Linked DNA regions of Mus musculus: all the other regions are linked to region 1. A link is a contact called in public Hi-C, HiChIP or PLAC-seq and promoter capture Hi-C data. All regions are on one chromosome and are shown on one strand. The core of a region is the stretch at or near the end of the contact, and the rest is flanking DNA. Distances in the headings are between cores, read along the strand shown. Region 1 holds the start of Ly86 (lymphocyte antigen 86). Region 2 holds the start of Eef1e1 (eukaryotic translation elongation factor 1 epsilon 1). Region 3 overlaps Fars2 (phenylalanine-tRNA synthetase 2 (mitochondrial)). Region 4 holds the start of Bloc1s5 (biogenesis of lysosomal organelles complex-1, subunit 5, muted).

Region 1 (3,142 bases), core at 527-3,026:
AGAGACAGGGGGAGGTGGTGGGGGGCTGGGCTTTTAAAACCTCAAAACCCACCCACCCCCAGTGACACACTTCCTCCAAAAAGGACACACCTCCAATCTTTCTGATCTTTTCAAACAATTCCACTTGATGTTGACTATTCTTTCAAATACATGAGCCTGCGGGGCTATGTGTATTCAAACCACTGCACTTATACTAGCTTTCTGTCACTGTGAGAGAGTGCCTAAGGTAAATAGACAAAGGGAGGAAAAGTTGGTGTTGCCCCACAGCATCAGAGGTTTCAGAGCATGGACATGTGGCCCCATTTTTCTGTGGGTTGGATTGGACCATGTTAAGGTGGGGCTACACATGGAGGAAACCTGATTTCCTTGTGTTGGCTCGAAAACAAAGCAAAAGGAGGGATACGAAGAGTTAGAATTCCACTATTCTCTTTAAGATGATCTAAATTAAAGGTCCCACCACATCTCAATGGTGCCCCAGGCAGGTGACCAAACTTAGCAGCACATGGAACTCTGGGTGACAGTTAATATCCAAACCATAACAGAACTCAAGATGACACCATTATGGATTGATTTCTGAAACAGGTGAGCCAAAAACCACTCGTCAGACCCAAGTCCTGGCTCTTGGTTGACAAAATGAGTTCCCATAACTCCTTGAGGGAGTGGCTTGCTCGTTTTTTCCTACGAGGCTGCATTACATGTTATAGAAAAAAATGCCATCTGTCATGCAAGGAGAGAATATTTTTATTGAGAAGTCTTCTAAAAATACATTGTACATTCTCAATGGGATATAATTCATCTCTTCCTGCCATGGGAAAGAGTGTTGCCTGTTGCTCTGCAGCATCACTGGCCTTGGCCGTGAGTTTGATGAACTGCATAGAGTGGGGTTAGGATTAAGAAAGCTGAGGCAGAGCGGCAAGAGTCCATGGAGGGCAGCATCTTTGTGTGAGAAGCGGTGTCAGTCACCTCTCCTAGTTGAACTAGCCTTTCAGGGAGGCCATGGGCCCATGAACTGTCTCCATGGGTAAAAGCACTTACCTCACAAACCTGGTGACTTGAGTGCCACTCGCAGAACCCACAGAGAAAGGAGAGAATTGACTCCCAAAAGTTACCTTCTGACTTCCACATGATCATACACACGCAAACACACAGAAAGACAACACAGATATACACTAAAAAAATAAATAAAATAAAAATGTTAAAAGGGTAATCCTTCCTCCTGGTGCTGTTGGCCCAGAAATGGAAGATGGCTTACTTCTCAGAGGGAATGCACCACCCAGCTCTGTGTGGGCTCCTAGGACAAGCTCCTGTTCCGCTGGCCCAACCCCAGGGCCAAAGCCAGACAAGAACAAATCCAAAAACCCGGTTCCAGATCCTAAGTTCTAGTATACCACCCTCAAAATGTCACATGTGCCTGCTGGCGTTAGCCAGCTCTGAGACTCACATCAGTGGGGTGTACGCTGATAGAAAACACATGGTGGCCTGAAGCTCATTTTTCCTGAGTTTACAGCTCCAGTGGGGGACAAAGATTCTAAAAGGGGCTGTTCTGAAGAGTCCTGCAGGACCTCTTCCTGTGAAAGCGAGAAGTCACCTTTCAACCTAGCCCATACCTGCCCATATGCGCATGCGCATGTTCAGAGATATGCGCGCGCGCGCGCACACACACACTTGCTATTTCAAGTATGTGAAAGCCCCCTGGAACAGTATTCAAATGCCCCTCCCCGCTGTCTGTCTTTGTCTTCTCACAGTATATTTCCCAGAGACTAGTATTCGAGAAGTGAAACTGAACATACTACTCCTTCAGGGGGAGGACGAGCTTCGGAGGTCTTTTTATTGGGCTGGCTTACCATTGGGCACACACAACCCCCTCGCCATGAATGGTGTCGCAGCTGCCCTCCTTGTGTGGATTCTGACTTCTCCGAGCAGCAGTGACCATGGCAGCGAAAATGGTTGGCCCAAGCACACGGCCTGCAACAGTGGGGGCTTGGAAGTAGTCTACCAGAGCTGTGGTAAGGTCTTATGAAATGGCTGCTTGTGCTTATGGGGAAATTAAAGCTACACGTGGGCAATACGAACACTGGGTGAGTATGGGCGAGGGATGAGGTTATCAGCCTCTCCGTGCTTTTTGCTGCTACGGTGAGCTTTTGTCTTGGCAGCCGTGAGGAGGGAAAGGCCAGGGACAGTGGAAGAGCCTTCTGAAAATAACGAAGACCACAGAAAGAGAGAAATGAACAGTCTAGATATGGAACGAAGTCTAAGAGCTCAGCCCTGCCCTCTCCCCCAAGAACAAGTGATCAGTAAGCTTTTCTTCCCAAATCCTGCGCCTACGCTGGCTTTTCACCTCAGCCATTTTGCAAACTGGGTGAGCATCAAGTCACTTTTGTCAGAGACTCTGTCCTTCAGCCGCTCCCTCTAGAGTTCTTGTCATGCCGCACTGTGCCACCCATTAAAGCAGCAAGCACGTCAGAAGTAGCATCCAATGCCAGGGTTTCCCCAGGGGCAAGGACAGCGAAGGGGAGTGCTGTGGTTGGCCTGTGTCCTGGAGCATGTATTAGAAACTTAACCTCAGTGCAACTGTTTGAGAGGTGGCATATACTGAGACGCGTTGGGCTGGGAGAGCCCCGCTGTTGGCACCACGAACCAGAACTTAGGAGTGGGTTAGTTCTAAAGTCTGAATGTGGTACCTCACCTCACTTTTTCCTTCTGTGACGCTATGACACAGCGAGGAAAAATGAGCCTTGGGATCGATTTCCAATGGGCAGTAGAACAAATGGCTTGTGGAAAGGCAGACATTTATGAAACCTGGAAATCTGTAGGGAAACGGGACAGATGAGCTGAAGAGTATGCAAAGGAGACTCTGAGCCTCTGTGTTGGTCCCACCGCTCGCTGAGAATAAATGAAAGCAAACTAGCTGAGCCCGGATTCTGCCACCCAACTTTGGTTTCTGGGGTAATTCAATGGATTCTTTTAAATTTCCTTTTAAAAGGAACCTTGAAGTGCATTTTAAAAATTAAAAATAAGAAAAAGAAAAGGACGCGCTGGGTGGAGAAAGTGCTGACCTCATGATGCTTGCTGTTCTTGGGACAAATGGGAGCCTAGACGTCTGGGGACTTGCTCACTTCAGGAGTAGGATGACAGCCGGATT
Region 2 (3,156 bases), core at 284-2,783, 1.3 Mb after region 1:
TGGCCGAGAACTCTTGGTGATCCACCTTTCTCAGCTCCCCAAGTCCTGATGTGAGCTACTTCTAGCGGGTGGATAAGTAGTAGTTTCCTCATGTACTGATGTACCATAATCTAATGGACCTTGCTCCTACAGTTGGATCCTTAGACTGTTCCTTGTCATTATTATTGGGAATCTCGCTGAGCACATCGTAACTGCTGGTGTACTGTGGTTAGTTTTCAACTAAGGAAACACGGTGATTTCATCTCTAGTCTTTGGTCTGTACTCACAGAAAACCAGAAACTTTCAACTGGGACTCACTGTGAAACGTTTCCATTACACAAGGCACTAAAACCCAACTCTGAACTTCAAACTGAACTTGGTCTAAGACTGAACTTGGGTTTATTCTGTATTGCACTACTCTGTTTTGGGTGGCTTACTGGACCCAAACTTACATAGTAATTCACTGGTTTTCTACATCCTTCCAAGTCTAATCTCTTGAACACCAGCTTCTCACTGAAGCTTAAATCCCACCTCCTCTGTGGCACTGTGCCACTGTCCTCAATGTATTCCTCCCCTGTCGCTTGTCCTATTGGGCCCTTAATTGCTGGTGACTGTCCCTCATGCCTTGAAAGCAAGACTGTCTCTCATGTCTCGGCAAAGCCAAAAAAGAGGGTGTGCAAAGGAAACTGGGCTGAGGACAGAGCACATCACCTCTGGGGAGGATGGCCTTCGCAGCCTACGGCAGGCAAGTCATTTAACCTTTCCAGGTGCCACATTAAGTTACTGTGAACCCCACAATACCGCTACGATTTAGACATTAAAGGAAAAAACAAAACAAAACAAAACCTTTGGGCCCAAACAGGAACAAGCCATCTAGATCTGGAATCCCGTTCAAGGCACACTCTATGGTTTCCCACTACCATTCTTCCTCTAGTACCATCTTTCTACGGCAAATGATGAGTTACAAAGGACTCACTTTCTACACCCTAAGAAATCAGGATTCTTCTATCTCACCAAGCATTCCACTGCCCCACACCCGGAATCTTCCTCAATTCTCTGCACAATGCACATCCAAGCGGGTGTGTCGCCAGAATGAGCAGGGTCCTATTCCGTGTTCCCTCCGCCAGGCGGCTTCCAGGAATCTGTACCGCTCGCCCGGCCAGCCGCTGGAAAGGCGGTCGCTGAATGAAAGGACCAGGCACGGCTAACGGCCGCCTACAGGGATCTGAACCCCTGACTCTGCCCAGGCCTCCGCGAACTGGCTTTCTGCTCCCCGAGGGGAGGACGGTGACATTTGCCTGGAGGTCCAGACCGAGCCACGCGGCCCGCCCCGCACGCACGTGGGGAGCGGAGTCCATTCCGATGCCCCGGCCGGGTCGCGTAGGCTCCGGGTCACCCCGCCGCCCTGCTGCTTTCCTACCGCTGCGCCTCACCTGCCGCTCGCCCTGAGCACTGTACTTATTCCCCGGCTTCAGTCCCAGACTCTTCTCCAGCAGCCTCAACTCCGCGGCCGCCGCCATCTTCTGGCCCAGCTCCTAGGGAGGCGGGGCCTGCACAGCTAGGACCTTGATTGAGCAGGAAGTCCGGCCCCACAGATGTCTCCCACGATTGGCTGGGAGGACGGCAAGCGCGCCTGCGCGAAAGGGGCGGAGTCAGCTCAAGGCAGGGGGCGGTTCGTAATTAAGGGCGGGGCCAACCACATTCGGAGTCCGGTGGATTGCTCACAGTAGGCAGAGGAGAGCACGGAGTGTAGACAGTTTCACAGAAGAATGTATCCGAATCTTAGTTTTGTTTTCTGAGACAGGGTTTCTCTGTATAGCCCTGACTAACCTGGAACTCACTCTGTAGACCAGGCTAGCCTCGAACTCAGAAATTCGCCTGCCTCTGCCTCCCAAATGCTGGGATTAAAGGCATGCACCACCACTGCCTGGCTGAATGTATCCGAATCTTAAAGATTGAATCATTCATTACAATGCTTATAAAACTATTGTAGATCAGAAGAATAATTTAGATTATTTGTTTTATAAATATAAAGCATTGATTCCCAAACTCGTCAAATAGTTCTCCAAATAAGAAAATTATAGAACAATCTTAAATTAAAATAAGGATAAGGGCCAGTGACCTAGCAAGGGAACTTGAGATCTGTGGTTGTTTGAACGAAAATAAGCCCCCAACCGGGCGTGGTGGTGCACGCCTTTAATCCCAGCACTCGGGAGGCAGAGGCAGGGGCAGGCAGATTTCTGAGTTCGAGGCCAGCCTGGTCTACAAAGTGAGTTCCAGGACAGCCAGGGATACACAGAGAATCCCTGTCTCGAACCCCTCCTCTCCCCCCCCCCCAAAAGAAAGAAAATGAGCCTCCATATGCTCACCGGGAGTGTCACTATTGGCGTGACCTCGTTGGAGTAGGTGTGGCCTTGTTAGAGAAAATGTGGCAGTGGGGGTGGGCTTTGAGGTTTCAGATCCTAGTGGCATTCTTTTTTTTTTTTTTTCCTTGCCTCCTGCTGATCCAGATATAAAACTCTTGGCTCCTTCAGCATCATGTCTGCCTGCCTGGGGCCATGAGACTCACTGTAATGATAATGGACTAAATTTCTGAACCCGTAAGGCAGCCCTAACTAAATGTTTTTCTTTATAAAAGTTAATAGTAACTCATGGTGTCTCTTTACAACAATAGAAACTCTAACTGAGACAAGTTGAATCCTTATGTGGTGGTTTGAATAAAAATGGTGATTATAGGCAAATGAACAGTGACCAAGACAGAAGCTGGTACCAGGAACCAAGATGTTGCTGTGACAGGCTTGATTATTCTGTTTGTTGGGGTGTAGTCTCCCCTCCCCCAGCCTGAAACCTGCTTGTTCAGGGGTGGAGCTTCCTGCTCATTCGTTCTGCCACGCCCACTGCTAGAACCTGCGGAGGTGCACCTTTCTACTGGACCAGAGATTATTCGTCGGGAGTTGGGTCCCCTCCCCCTTCCTTTATAACTAGTGTCGCAACAATAAAATTTGAGCTTTGATCAGAATGAATTTGTCTTAGCTCCGTTTCTTCTTTCGCCCCGTCTAGATTCCTCTCTTACAGCTCGAGTGGCCTTCTCAGTCGAACCGTTCATGTTGCGAGCTGCTGGCGGCCGCAACATTGGGGGAATATGGAAGACTTTGGGACTTGGACTAGAAAAGTCTT
Region 3 (3,020 bases), core at 25-2,524, 1.0 Mb before region 1:
GTTTCCTCTCCCACACTCTGCCTCATTCCTTTGAGACAGGCTCTGTCACTGATCCTAGGTCTCAACTGCTGGCCATCAGGATGTTGCGGGAGAATGAGAAGCCAGCTGGTTCAGGTGCCCCACAGCTTACCAAGGATTGCCTGGACTCTGCTTAAAAACAAATGAAAAGGGGGAATGGAGGGACAGACAAGAAGACAGAGCAATATAATAGGTGATAAGACGAAAACTTTGTATATAAGCCAGGATTAGAGAAATATGAAATTTCCCTGAAGGTGGAAATGAAGAGAATAAAAGGAGTTGTGGGAGGAAAAATAACCTATAAATTATGCTTAACGAACTTACTGAAAAAATATAAATCATAGTTACATAAAATCATTTTATTTCATTATGCTAATGTTGATAAATTTTAATTTTCAGGTGTACATGCTTAAAGTCCTCAAGACTCTTAAACATAATAATCAAAAAGCTAATTAATCACTTATGGGCAACTTTCCCAAGTAACTGTAGGGGCAGACACAATTAAGAAATAATGCCTCAGCCACAAAGAATAAAATACAGGCCTAGACAGGAAACTTCGTTATATGCCACAAATTAAAATAGAAGGACTTTATTGCTTATGTTACCTCACATTTCCGAATATGTTTTAGGGGAAAGAGAAACAAAGCGAGGCACTTGGCCAAGTGTGTTGTAAACCTGAGTGAGCAGCACCACTCCCCTCGTGTCCTTTGGGGAATTCACTGCCACAGGAACTTCACCCCTAAACATAGGAATTGGCTAGTAGGCGGGATTGACTAATGCAGAGTCATTTCAGGGGCCGATGTTCCAAGGTTGCGGTCTGTCTTCCTTATTAAATCTGTACTCTCTGGTCTTTCAGACCATCGAGGCTTTGTTTGTACATATTTATTTTTATTGTTTTTTTTTCTAGGTCCTCAAGTTATAAAAGTAAGATAAGCAGGGCTGTCATTACTTCAAGTGCTGATTGAGAACCAAAAATAAACTAGGGATAGGTCAGGGCCAGATATCATGCAAGGGACTTGCGGCCAGGTATATATGCTCAGCAATCAGGTCCTTTGCATATATTGGTTAAACAAGTTTCAGAACAGGGGACAGTAAACATAGGCTATTAACACTCTAGTTTTAATAGTGAAAAGCCAACTAAAGTAAAAAATGGAAGGAGGTGGGGAGTTGAATTGTTTTCATGAATAGAAGGCCTGTGGAGTCAGAGGCAGCTGGATCAGAAGCAGAGTAAGTGTCAGAGTTCACGTCTGTCCCTTCCCACCCAAGGTAGTTCACTGTCTGTGGTTATGTGCTGACGTACAGTCTTGCAATCAGTTTCAGAGGCATTAAAGTGAAGTGAAACAAGAACACACTTCCCTCTTGGGTTTCTCACAGGTCATTTATGTTGATTGTCCCTCTTAGGACCTGTGCATTCCCATTTTTGAAGGGAACTCAGGAAGGTTACAGTGCTAGGGATTTCAGAAGTAGATGTAAGGAAAACACAACTGCGATAGAGATGGCCAAGCAAGGCACCTAGCAAATGTGCTGCCTGTTGTTTGTCTCTTTGTTTTTTAGGAATTAATGCCTCCATTTGTTCGGTTTTTTTTTTTTTTTCAGTAGCAAATAAGAGTTAAACAGTAGTAGCCAGTAGGGGGCATAGTAGGCAGCAATGTTGGGCACAAAAGTAGTAGCACAGAAGTGGGGAAACTGCAGAGTTGGTTATGGGAGAGTCTTTAAAGGAAGCTTCAGAAGTGAGGGAAAGACCCGCCATTGGTCCTGCTAGGGCTCTCCCGGGCTTGACTCATTGCCATCCTCCAGGAAGCTTCAGGAGCTAAGGGAAGGTAGCCAGTCCACCATCGGTCCTGCTAAGCCATGGGAAGGTAGCCAACCCACCGTCAGTCCTGCTAAGCCATGGGAAGGTAGCCGGTCCACTGTCGGTCCTGCCTGGGATCTCCTTGGCTTGACTCATCACCATCCTCCAGCTTTCATTCTCTAGTCATAGCTACAGAAGTGAGGTTCTCAAGAGCAGGTGACAGAGGTGGGAATAAGGGAGTACAAATGATTTCTTTCATAAGGGAAGAAACAGAATCTAGAAGTTCTGTGCCTAGGGTAGGCAGTGACTTTATTAGCTACTAGGGAAAGGAGCAGAGCTCTTCCATGTACTTACATTTCACACCCAGAGCAAGCAGTGCCTGCTTCAGAGGAGGTTTCCATTTGTAGCATTAAGTGATTATCAAATAGCATACAACAAGCAGTTAGTGGGAATCTGTCCTACTCCAGAAGGCTGTGGAAAGATGTCCCAGGAAGGTTCACTTAGCCTTGGGTTGAAGAATGACTTGGGATGAGCGAAGGAACATCTAAGGCGTTCATTTATGATTAAAGTGCAACCGTAGTGTTCTTGCATTCTTGTTCTTGGTGCTGCTTCCCCCAACCCCTTCCTGGCTTTTCCTCTAGGCCTTCTGTTCCAGAACTTCTTCTGCATCTAGGGAGGCAGTGGGCTGAGATTGTCATGGTAACTACTGTTTATTACCCAGTTGTGTTCACTAGTCTCTTTTGCAGCCCTCAGGCCCAGAAAATGAACACTAAGTCCTTGGGTAAGTTGTTGTCTTAGTCAGTACTTAGGTACTTGACAGAGATCTGCTGGGGTTTCTGAGTATGGCAACCTTATAAGAATGTGTAATGTGCTATTACACATTCTTAATATTCAAAACTAATTTTTTTTTTAGATTAAAAAAATGTTTACTGTCTGGAGAGATGACTCAGTGGTTAGGAGCACTTGCCACTCTTACAGAGGGCCCAAGTCTGGATCTCACTTCCCACATGGCTCACAACCTCCCATGCTCCAGGGAGTCTGACAGGCTCTTCTAACCTCCACAGGTACCAGAAATACATATGGTACACATACGTACATACATGCAGCCATGGACATAAAATAACACTTTAAAGCATGTTTAGTAGTCAGGGTAACGCACTGCTGCTTCCCCTCATGTGCTCACCTGCATGCTCTCGTGGAACACACGAGG
Region 4 (3,269 bases), core at 170-2,669, 1.3 Mb after region 1:
ATAGCGGCCAGCAAAGTTGCCTTTCAAGAATATATCAAGAACTATAACTCAATAACAGAATCTACTTACACGAGCAAAGGACTTAAATGGATATTAGATGACTACCTAAAAAATGGGTAGTCAGTTAAGCACATTAACCAAATATTAGAGGAAATGAAAATCACAACAGGGAGTGTCATCTCACACGCATTAGAATAACTAGTACCAAAGACAAGAGTTGGTGATGACAGGTGACTAGAAAATGGTATAGCAAATACAGAACATGCCAACTCCTCAAAAAGTTTAAAGAATAATCAAATGACCCAAAAATCCACTACTGGAGATACAGTCCCAAGAACTGAACACAGGACCTCCGAAGGATGTCTATATATTCATATTCAAAACAGCCTTATTTCCGAGAGTGGAGCTGTCCAAGTCCTCAGAGGCACTGGACCAGTCAAATTCACAGTGGCATGAGGAGTTATGGTTTAATGCATACAAAGTTTTGCAAGATGAAAAACATTTGCGGATGGAGTCATGGTGGCCCAACAACAGCCATACAACGACTAATCTTCACTGAGATTGCACAGAGAAAGAATTCTAACTTAGTCTTAACACACACACACAATACTACTGGATCCCAAATTAAACCTAAGAAACAATGTGAAACACAGTTTAAACAGTCGCAGCCAGCTCAGCTGGGGCCGCCCACAGATCTGGTAAGAGTAAAATGGGAACCGCACAGATGGTAAGCCACCACTCTCCAGGCAGTGTAGGACTGTAGCCCAAAGTTGGTGGAATAGGCGGGTTGAGCAGGGAGTTGAGGGAAGCAGTGGAAACTGCAATTGGAGGCTTCTTCGCGGTTAACGGGGACTTCTGAGGTTTAGGAATTAAAGCTAGTTGTTATTGTAATAATTTAGGTCGAAATCTACTAAGGCTGAAAGGGGACAGCTCAGACCGGTACACTGTATGGTACTGAGCGCTGTGTTTCAGGACGTTTTCCCAAGTGTTCTTCCTGGCATGACCCCCAAGGCGCAGAGGACAGAGGACGAGAGGGTGAAGGACCGAAGTCACCCTACTACGTGTGGGGCTCCAACTAGTTCCCATTCTCCGCTTGTGCGCCCTTCGCCCATTGCACGTAACTGGGTCCTGCGAGCTGGGACCTTTCGTCTCGAGGCGGGCCAGGCAGCTGAGGGCTACAGGGGAGCCGGGGAGCACCAGGAGGGGCGGTCCCCAGCACGCTGCCCCCACCCCGCACGGAGGACCACGCCCTCCACTCCGTACCCTTGATAATGAGGTGCGCCGCACCCGGAGTCCCCAGTGAGTCCCGCTTCTTGCCGCCCTGGGCGGCGTCGCACGCTACAGGGGTCTCGGTGCCTCCGCCACTCATCCCGACCAGTTCCGCCCACCCGCGGCGTCCACGGCGCAGGCACGGACCTTTAGGGAGAGAGACGCTCTGGTGTTACGTCATCACAGGGCGTCGGAGTCGTTGGGTTCGGGGAAGGCGCCGGGAGTGTAGCCGATGCGGCCATGCTGGATGAGGGCAGATGATCTGCGTATGGGAGGTGTTTGAAAATTACTTGTTTCTCGGTTATCCCATCCTACGCCGGTAGGAACTAAACTCACTATGGTTGGAGCAAGGCGCGGCGAGCAGAAGAATAACAGTAGTAGTATATACATAGTTTCTACATTGTTACTGGCCACCACTATTTTATAAAGCATTTTGACATGTATTGTCACCTTAGGGTCATCATAGCAACCTGAGGAGACAGATCATAATTTTTTTAACAAATAAAGCAACACGGTTAGAGGTTAAGAAACTCGTTTTTGTTTTGTTTAGGTTTTTTGTTGTTGCTTGGTTGGGTGTTTGAGATGGTCTCCCTAAATTAGACTAATAAGTGCTGACATTTGATATATTCCATAATGTTCATTTTCTCAACAAATTGTCATGCTTCAAAGAGAGCAATGCACGGCCTCCCAGTGGTTTTTACCTCCTCATCATCCAGGGGTTCTTCCTTAGGACTCAGCTGTGACCGCTTCCTCCGCTACTCTCTTCTGAACAATGAACAATGTCATCCTAAAGGGTCTTAGTCCAGTCTGAAGGAGGAACGTAAAGCGACATAAACGGCAGGAAGAGGAATCGTTCCATACCTGTGGATACTAGCTGTTGAGGGGATCAGGAAAGACTTCCCAGAAAAGACCAGTGTTTGTCTCCAGTCTTGAAGTGAGACATGGAGAGAATAACTAGGTGAAGCAGGAATTGGGGGATTATCGCAGAAGAAATGGTAAACCCCCAAAGGAGGACAAATAAAAAATTTAATTTCCTAGCTTTTTAATCAATATGTAGAAATCATAGTTTTCAAAGACATTTGTTATTCTCCTCACTTCCAAGAAATTTCATATTCATTTTTCTGCATTGTAGAAAAAAATTTCTTTCCCTTTGCATAATTTCCTTTATGACTGTGCACCATGAAGACTCACTACAATATGTGAAATTGAATGCTTTTCTTACATTAATGTGGCTGTTTGTTTTTTTTTTTAAATGTTGATTCTGGATTTCACCTCTGAAATTTGCCAACTCTGTGTTGTGATAAAGAAATTCTAGTTGCCATAATTAACACTTTGGAAATAGAATTGGGTCTTCAGATAGTTTCCAATAAAGCGTCAGCGAAGGCAAAGAAGCCGGAACCTGAGCTCTCTGGATCCCAGCATTCCTGCCCTCCGGCAAGGACATTCTTGGAAGCACGGCTTGGGAATTCCTGCTCTATTTCACCAGTTTCTACTTCCTGTTCTCACCAATACATTGTTACTTCTGGAATAGCAACAAGAAGACAAGGCCAGTACTCAGTACCGATTTGCAGTTACGGCTGACTTATGATACCTGTCATCAACAATGTGACATTTAAAAAATACTTTCTATGACTGAATCTGCGAACACAGACTCGAACAAGGGCTGACTTAGGAAAATCTCCATTTTCAGATGAAGAGACCTAAGGTCAGAAGGGCCACAGCAGTTCCTGCCTTCTCAGTAGAGACATGCCACATGATGGATTGTGAGGATTAATGTCATGTTTTAAGTTTAAATTACTGTGCTTAAAACATTAGAATTATAAAACAAAAAGGCCTGTAAGCCTCCCTTGCCCAAGGAATAACTTCCAGAAATAACTTCCTGGAATCCTTGGGGCTGTTATCCATGTAAGATAACAAATCACGTTTTGCTTCTTCCAACAAGCCTAATTACCCAAACTGCACAGGCTATGCTTGATCACACATAGGTGGGAGGTGTATAG

The links. Promoter capture Hi-C pulls out the DNA fragments that hold promoters and counts their contacts. Hi-C and Micro-C count contacts between places; a contact is called where the count stands out from the background. HiChIP or PLAC-seq counts read pairs in DNA pulled down with a chosen protein or histone mark.
Region 2: a contact with region 1 is called in a promoter capture Hi-C map of pre-B cells. The contact joins the promoter of Eef1e1 here to the promoter of Ly86 in region 1.
Region 3: a contact with region 1 is called in an H3K27ac HiChIP or PLAC-seq map of acute myeloid leukemia, with 11 times the contacts expected there. The contact joins the enhancer-like site here to the promoter of Ly86 in region 1. A contact is called at or near these places in 16 of 39 promoter capture datasets (3T3-L1-derived adipocytes, the HPC-7 cell line, HPC-7-derived erythroid cells and 9 more), 1 of 115 datasets of contacts at active chromatin or transcription factors (acute myeloid leukemia) and 2 of 9 other capture datasets (liver and macrophages).
Region 4: a contact with region 1 is called in a Hi-C map of B cells, with 6 read pairs. The contact joins the promoter of Bloc1s5 here to the promoter of Ly86 in region 1. A contact is called at or near these places in 1 of 39 promoter capture datasets (pre-B cells) and 1 of 484 Hi-C or Micro-C datasets (B cells).

Annotation. Positions count from the first base shown.
Region 1 is chr13:37,343,569-37,346,710 of GRCm38.p6, forward strand. Ly86 (lymphocyte antigen 86) reads left to right here and starts at 1,777. Exons shown (of 5, transcript NM_010745.2): 1 at 1,777-2,006. The coding sequence starts at 1,871.
Region 2 is chr13:38,657,495-38,660,650 of GRCm38.p6, forward strand. Eef1e1 (eukaryotic translation elongation factor 1 epsilon 1) reads right to left here and starts at 1,534. Exons shown (of 4, transcript NM_025380.2): 1 at 1,413-1,534. The coding sequence starts at 1,499.
Region 3 is chr13:36,313,732-36,316,751 of GRCm38.p6, forward strand. The region is part of intron 4 of Fars2 (phenylalanine-tRNA synthetase 2 (mitochondrial)); the gene reads left to right. Among named protein-coding and RNA genes, the nearest start is that of Gm40912, 110 kb to the left of the region's middle. Within about 2 kb of position 1,275, at least 38 of the 459 cell types and tissues checked have an H3K27ac peak or open chromatin away from gene starts, as enhancers often do. A contact at or near this core is called in acute myeloid leukemia, where this site is marked.
Region 4 is chr13:38,633,673-38,636,941 of GRCm38.p6, forward strand. Bloc1s5 (biogenesis of lysosomal organelles complex-1, subunit 5, muted) reads right to left here and starts at 1,420. Exons shown (of 5, transcript NM_139063.3): 1 at 1,264-1,420. The coding sequence starts at 1,369.